Linked DNA regions of Mus musculus: region 1 is linked to region 2. The links are chromatin contacts, called in public promoter capture Hi-C maps. All regions are on one chromosome and are shown on one strand. Each heading gives the region's core, a stretch centred on a gene start, on an enhancer-like site or on the middle of the called end of the contact. The rest is flanking DNA. Distances are from core to core; before and after follow the strand shown. Region 1 overlaps Stk38 (serine/threonine kinase 38). Region 2 overlaps Brpf3 (bromodomain and PHD finger containing, 3).

Region 1 (3,273 bases), core at 549-3,048, 160 kb after region 2:
TTAATCCCAGCACTTAGGAGGCAGAGGCAGGAGGATTTCTGAGTTTGAGGCCAGCCTGGTCTACAGAGTGAGTTCCAGGACAACCAGGGATATACAGAGAAACCCTGTCTCGGAAAAACCACAAAAGAAAATAAATAAATAAATAAATATTAAAAAAGAAAGAAAGAAAAAAAAGAAAGAAGAAAAAAAGAAAGAAAGGTGTGCCACCACACTCTCTTTCCTAACTTTAAATATTTTGTTTTGTGTACACATGTTTGTGTGTGAATGGAAGGCAAGGCACAGCTCCCAGAAAACCTCACATCGAGCACCTTCCCACTCTGAGCCCTCACCAGCCCCACTTCTAACTCTCAGAACAGCTAACAAACTGACAGGAGTTTTGAGTTTTGGCTAAAATGATAGGACATACATACTGTAAAACTTACTCATAACCCACAAATATCCTAACTAAACAACACAGACATTGTTTTCCTCAAAGAGATTAACTGGTCCTCTTTCCTGGAGCCTGAGCATGTATCCACACCATACACTGACCTCTGGGCAGCACATACATAGGGCTGTAAGGCACTCGCATATCAGTTGGTGTTTGCATAAACTACAATAATAGCTGAAGATTTGTTAAAGATCTACTTTTAACTGGAATTAAGAATCCAAGGCTTGGGCTGAATACATGGCTCAGAGGTTAAGAGCACTGGCTGCTCTTCCAGAGGTCCTGAGTTCAGTTCCCAGCAACCATGTAGTGACTCAGAGCCATCTAGAATGAGATGTGGTACCCTCTTCTGGTGTGTAAGCATACATGCAGCCAGGACATTACATACATAATAAACAAATAAATATTTGAAATAAAAATAATTCAAGGCTTAGCCGGGCATGGTATTGCATACTTTTAATCCCAACACTTAGGAGACAGAGACAGGTAGAGCTCTAAGGTCAAGGCCAGCCTGGTCTACAAAGCAAGTGTATGACAGCCAGGGCTGGTCACAATGAGGAACCCGGTCTCAAAAACAAACAAACAAACAAAAAAGAAAAGAAAAAGAGGAATTCAAGGCTTCCTAGTAAAACAGAAAAAAAAACAAAAAAGACTTAATAACTGCTATGTGAATGGTTGGTTTGCTTACATGTATAGTCTGAGTACCATGTGCATGCACTGCACAAAGAGGCCAGTAGAGGGTGTCACATTCCCTGGGACTGGAATGTGACCATTCCAGAGCCACCATATGGGTGCTAGAAATTCAACCCAGATCCTCTGGAACAGCAGCTAGTTCTTTTAACCATTCAGCTGTCTCTCCAGCCCCCAAAGCACAGGTCTGAAGAGGCACTTGAATGTGGACAGGAAATGCTCCCTGATTACAATCCTCAGTGGGCAGAGAACACTAAATGTGGGGACAGCCTCTATCCTCGCTGCTGGGCTCCAAATGAAGAGTTCTGCCTGGCACAACATCTCTGGCCTCAAACTGCAGCGTCACCCACTGCTACCTCTTCTGAGGCAACCAGCTCAACAGACCCACAGAAGGGCTGAACTCTTACTTTAAAAAAATAAAAATAAAGCTATCCTACGGAATTTGCATTAAGTATGTATGTCAGATCTAGTTTCATCGTGAGCTTCATCCTTACTGGATAATGTGGGCTGTTAACTAGGGAGGGCCCAGGGCTTTGCACATCATACACAAGCACTCTGCTGGAAGCTCCACGGCCCAAGACCGTTCCTAACCATAAAGGAGACCTTCTGCTGCTCTGCCATTTACACTGTCCACATTAATTCAGAAACTGGCGCATCAGTAAGCTTCACAGAGGACCCGTCTTTGGTTAGGTGTTCAGGTTATAGTGTATTCAGACTCGCCAGTTCTACATCCCCATCCAAGGAGTACAAAAAACTCCCATCATACCAGGCGTGAGCTCAAAGGAGGGTCTCTTGCAAGTGTAGCTGTGGTTATCGAGGACCCAAAGCTGCTTCCTCACAGCCTGGACTGTGAAACACACTATCTGTATTCACGGGTCTTACTTGTAGTTTTTTAAAAATTTTATCTATTTTAATGAGTGCTCTGCTGCATATACATCCACATGCCAGAAGGGGGCATCAGATTCCCCTTACAGATGGTTGTGAGCCACCATGTGGTGGCTGGGAATTGAGCAGGCAGAGCTCTTAACCGCTGAGCCATCTCTCCAGTCCCTTACTTATATTTTTAAATATACAAGTGCATCTTTTGAGGATAAAAAATAGGACAATATGCATAAGGGAACTAACTAGAGAGAACTGTAGTAAAATAAAGACAACTAAGCCATCAGAGTGTAATTAGGCAACAAGCCCCCAAAGCTGACTGCCGGCAGCTCCCGCTCAGTTACCTGCTCCTTCTCGAGCATGTCTGCTTTGCGCAGGATTTTCATTGCGTACACATGCCCTGTGTCTTTCTTCTGAACAAGCCGCACCTGGAAGGGTCCCAAAGATGTGGTAAGTCAAGTTCACACTGCCAAGCTAAGGATTTTCGTTTCCAGCATACTGAAGCTTCACAAATACTACTCACACAAGAAAGGCATGACCATCTGAATGTAAGCTAGTATTGCTTAAACATGCAAAAACAGACACTTTCAATGTTACAAACAAATCTACTATACAGCTGTGACAGCGATGAGAAGACTTCCACCTGTCTCCAGAGCTCAACAGCTTTGACTCCGAGTTGAACACATGTAAAAGCCTTTAGTTTCATTTTAAGGCATGGCAAATATCCAGAGTTAAACCTATGGCAAATACCCGACAGTTGACTCAGAAAGCCTAAGTAAAAATCACAACATTTAATATGAAAATTATACATCAGATCCACTTGTAATCCTAGCACTGAGGGACTGAAGCAGAGCTCTCACCAGCTTGAAGCCAGTCTGCCTATGCTGTGTGAGACCCTTTGTCAAAAAAACAGAAAAACAAAACAAAAAACCCCACAAAAATAAACCTTCTTCTTGGAAGAAATAAAGTAAAATAGAAATTAAACAGCACTTTTAAATTTTTTAAAAAAGATTTATTTATTATTATATGTAAGTACACTGTAACTGTCTTCAGACACTCCAGAAAAGGGCATCAGATCTCATTACAGATGGTTGTGAGCTACCATGTGGTTGCTGGGATTTGAACTCAGGACGTCTGGAAGAGCAGTCAGTGCTCTTAACCGCTGAGCCATCTCTCCAGCCCCACTTCTTAAGTGTTTTAATTATTTCTTTACTTTACTTACTTAGGTTTTATGTGAATGGGTGTTTTGCCTACAAGTATGTCCGTGCACCCCATGT
Region 2 (2,992 bases), core at 289-2,788:
TAGACTCTGTGCGTCTGAGCGTGAAGTCAGGAAGTGGATCTGACACACTTTGTACTTCTGGTGGTGACATTTTTTTCCCTTTTTAAATCCACATACTAAAAATGATGCCAAACAATATTAAAAAAGACTTGCACTCCCGAAGCCCACCATGGGAACACAGCTGCCCGTTCCTGGGTTGCTTCCGATTCTTTTAGTCACATTTTGACAAGTGCAGATGATACACACACTCTTTTTTTGTTGTTGTTGTTGTTTTCCAAACAGGGTTTCTCTGTATAGCCCTGGCTGTCCTGGAACTCACTTTGTAGACCAGGCTGGCCTCGAACTCAGAAATCGGCCTACCTCTGCTTCCTGAGTGCTGGGATTAAAGGTGTGCGCCACCACGCCCAACTTGATGCACACACTCTTGTGCTCACAGTTTTTGCTTGTATATTTCCTCCTTTTTGGCTCACAGTTTTTCTGTGCACTGTATTACTGGAACCTTCTATCTGACAAGCAGTGCTTTGTGGCTGACGTGACTGGACAATGGGTGACCTCCAGCCTTTAACACAAACAATATGCACACTTTTGCCTGAACTCCTATAGTAAATTTCTTATAATAAATGTCCTAAGCAGTTTACTGGAGCAGATGATGCAGACACGTATTTTAATGTTCCTGGGACATTGGATAGAATCACATTCCAAGAGAACCGGACCAGTCTGTAGTTTCTCCTCTGTGTGGCTCACGGGTTCCTGCTCAGCTGGTCTCGGTGCTGGCTTGTACTGGTTCACTGTCAGCTCACTGGCTCGAAATGGCACCTTTCCTTTTCATCCTAGTTAAGAACTATACATCTCTGCTCTCAGATTTGAGCCCTTTTCCTTAGCTGGGTGAATGGTCACTTCCTGGTCACAGTTTCAGGTGTCCGGGAAAGAATGTGGTTTTCGTGGTGCTCAGAGCATGAGTGAGGCCAAGGAGGTGCAGCCTGTCCGTCCCAGGCCGGATGGATACCCAGGGTCAGGAAATACCTGCCCGGCTGCATGGCACTGCTGGTTTGTGGTGCAGCCAGGTGCTTGGATGGCCCCTCGTGGCCTGGTCAGAGCAGTGTTCAGGTTCTATTGAGATGGCCTTCTCCGAATTTTCCCTCAAAGCTTCCATGAGAGGGACTCCCAACCTGGGGTGCAGACAGTGCTGTCTCTTCTTAAGCTGGGGCATGTCCCCTTCTCCTTAAGAGGCCCTGGAGGTGAAGCCATTATTTTTCCCCCAGGGAAGCTGTCCCAGAATCCAGAGTCAGAGGTTGGTAAACTATAGCCTGCTGTCTGTTTTTATGTGGCTCACAAACTAAAAATGGGCCTACATCTCAAATTACAAAAAAGATGGTCTTTTATAATGTGAAAGTTGTATGAAATTCAAATTTCAGTGTCAGAAACATGAGTTACTGCTGAGGAGACATGCTCATCTGCTTAGACTCTGGTTATACCCATGCTGCAGCCGCAGAGACTGTGCGGCTCCTGAAAGGGTGAAATATGTGCTATTCGGCCATTTACTTTGCTGACCCCTGACCTGGTCTTAGAGTCCCTGAGGAAAGGGTGGAGGGAGTTGTTGCCTCAATCCTGGGCTGCCCCAGTCAGATGGAAGCTGCAGGCAAGGGCTTTGGGGCACCATGCCAAGTCCCCTTTGGGCGCTGTCTCCTCCCCTCCCCCACCCCCCAGGCAGAAGCCTCCTGATGCCCTTTGAAGACCACGGAGACCTGGAGCCCCTGGAGCTGGTGTGGGCCAAGTGCCGAGGCTACCCCTCCTACCCTGCCTTGGTGAGTCTGCCCCAGACGACACCCTCCTGTTCCCTCTCCCCCTGGCGGCTCTGGCCCCTGCCTTGCCTTGGGGGAGTATCTGATTGGATGAATGTGGTGGGAGTCAGCTGCAGAGGGAGGGCCATCTTTACCCTAGCTTTTCTGGGGCACCAGCAACCCACCCCTCTCCACACACAAAAGGCTCTAGTTGTTCAGAGACACCCAGTGCTTAGGGCTTCTGTAGCATTGCTCACTTGCTTCTGAGTAGGAGGAACACTGTTAGTGAGGTTAGCACGCTGATAATGCTTAGTGGCACTATTAAACATCTGCCCTACTAAGTCCTTGAAATGCCAGCGATAGAATTGTTGATCTTGTTTTGTCGGGACGAGGCAGGGTCTGTTAGCTACTGCCAGTAAGCACTGGGGTTGGAATTTGATTTCAGGGCTCATAATATGATGGAAAGAAAGCCTTTGTTTTGAGCCACTGCATTAGGAGTCTTCCCCAGTCCTGGCCTCTCAGGACTGCAGTCGGCCCCTTTCCCCATGCATATGCCTGCGCGTACGAGGCAGAACGCCTTTAGCCTTTTCCCTACCCAGCATTCCATGAACATGCCCATCTTACATGATGAAAACCTGTCATCACGTCCTTGTTACTGATGACATCATCATGTCCTTGTTACTGATGACATCATCTGGCCCTTGTTAATGATGGCATCGTCTTTCAGTTGCTCTCATGTACCACGCTTTGACCATTTCCCAGCTCCCCGGGTAGCTTTCCTCTTTCTCTGAGGTCAGCAGCTGTGAGCGAACATCTTAGCTTTACCTTGGTGCACGATCGTGATTATTTCTCAGGCACGCCCACTAGGGGCAACATCTGTGCAGGATTCTGGCACAAGTTGCCAAGTTGCCTGGAAGTTAGTTCTGGTTTACACTCCCACTGGTAGTGGCTAATAATTCTATCTACCTCCTCGGCTTCTGTCTTTGTCTTAGTCAGGGTTTCATTGCTGTGAAGAGACACCATGACCACGGCAGCTCTTATAAAGTCAAACATTTAATTGGGCCTGGCACACAGTTTTAGAGGTTTAGTCCGTTATCATCATGGCAGGAAGCATGGCAGCATCCAGGCAGACCTGGTGCTAGAGCAGCCAAGAATCCTACATCTTGATCTGAAGGCAGCGGAAGAAGCCTGTGATTCCACACTGGGCAAAGCTTGAGCATAAGAGACCTCAA

The links. Capture Hi-C pulls out chosen DNA fragments and counts their contacts.
Region 1: a promoter capture Hi-C map of adipose tissue shows a contact between it and region 2. The contact joins two enhancer-like sites. A contact is called at or near these places in 1 of 39 promoter capture datasets (liver), 1 of 115 datasets of contacts at active chromatin or transcription factors (embryonic stem cells) and 4 of 9 other capture datasets (adipose tissue, embryonic stem cells, liver and 1 more).

Annotation. Positions count from the first base shown.
Region 1 is chr17:28,985,838-28,989,110 of GRCm38.p6, forward strand. It overlaps Stk38 (serine/threonine kinase 38), which reads right to left. Exons shown (of 14, transcript NM_134115.3): 5 at 2,341-2,424. Among named protein-coding and RNA genes, the nearest start is that of Stk38, 21 kb to the right of the region's middle. Within about 2 kb of position 1,799, at least 10 of the 459 cell types and tissues checked have an H3K27ac peak or open chromatin away from gene starts, as enhancers often do. A contact at or near this core is called in adipose tissue, where this site is marked.
Region 2 is chr17:28,829,628-28,832,619 of GRCm38.p6, forward strand. It overlaps Brpf3 (bromodomain and PHD finger containing, 3), which reads left to right. Exons shown (of 13, transcript NM_001081315.1): 11 at 1,687-1,784. Among named protein-coding and RNA genes, the nearest start is that of Gm35883, 7.6 kb to the left of the region's middle. Within about 2 kb of position 1,539, at least 14 of the 459 cell types and tissues checked have an H3K27ac peak or open chromatin away from gene starts, as enhancers often do. A contact at or near this core is called in adipose tissue, where this site is marked.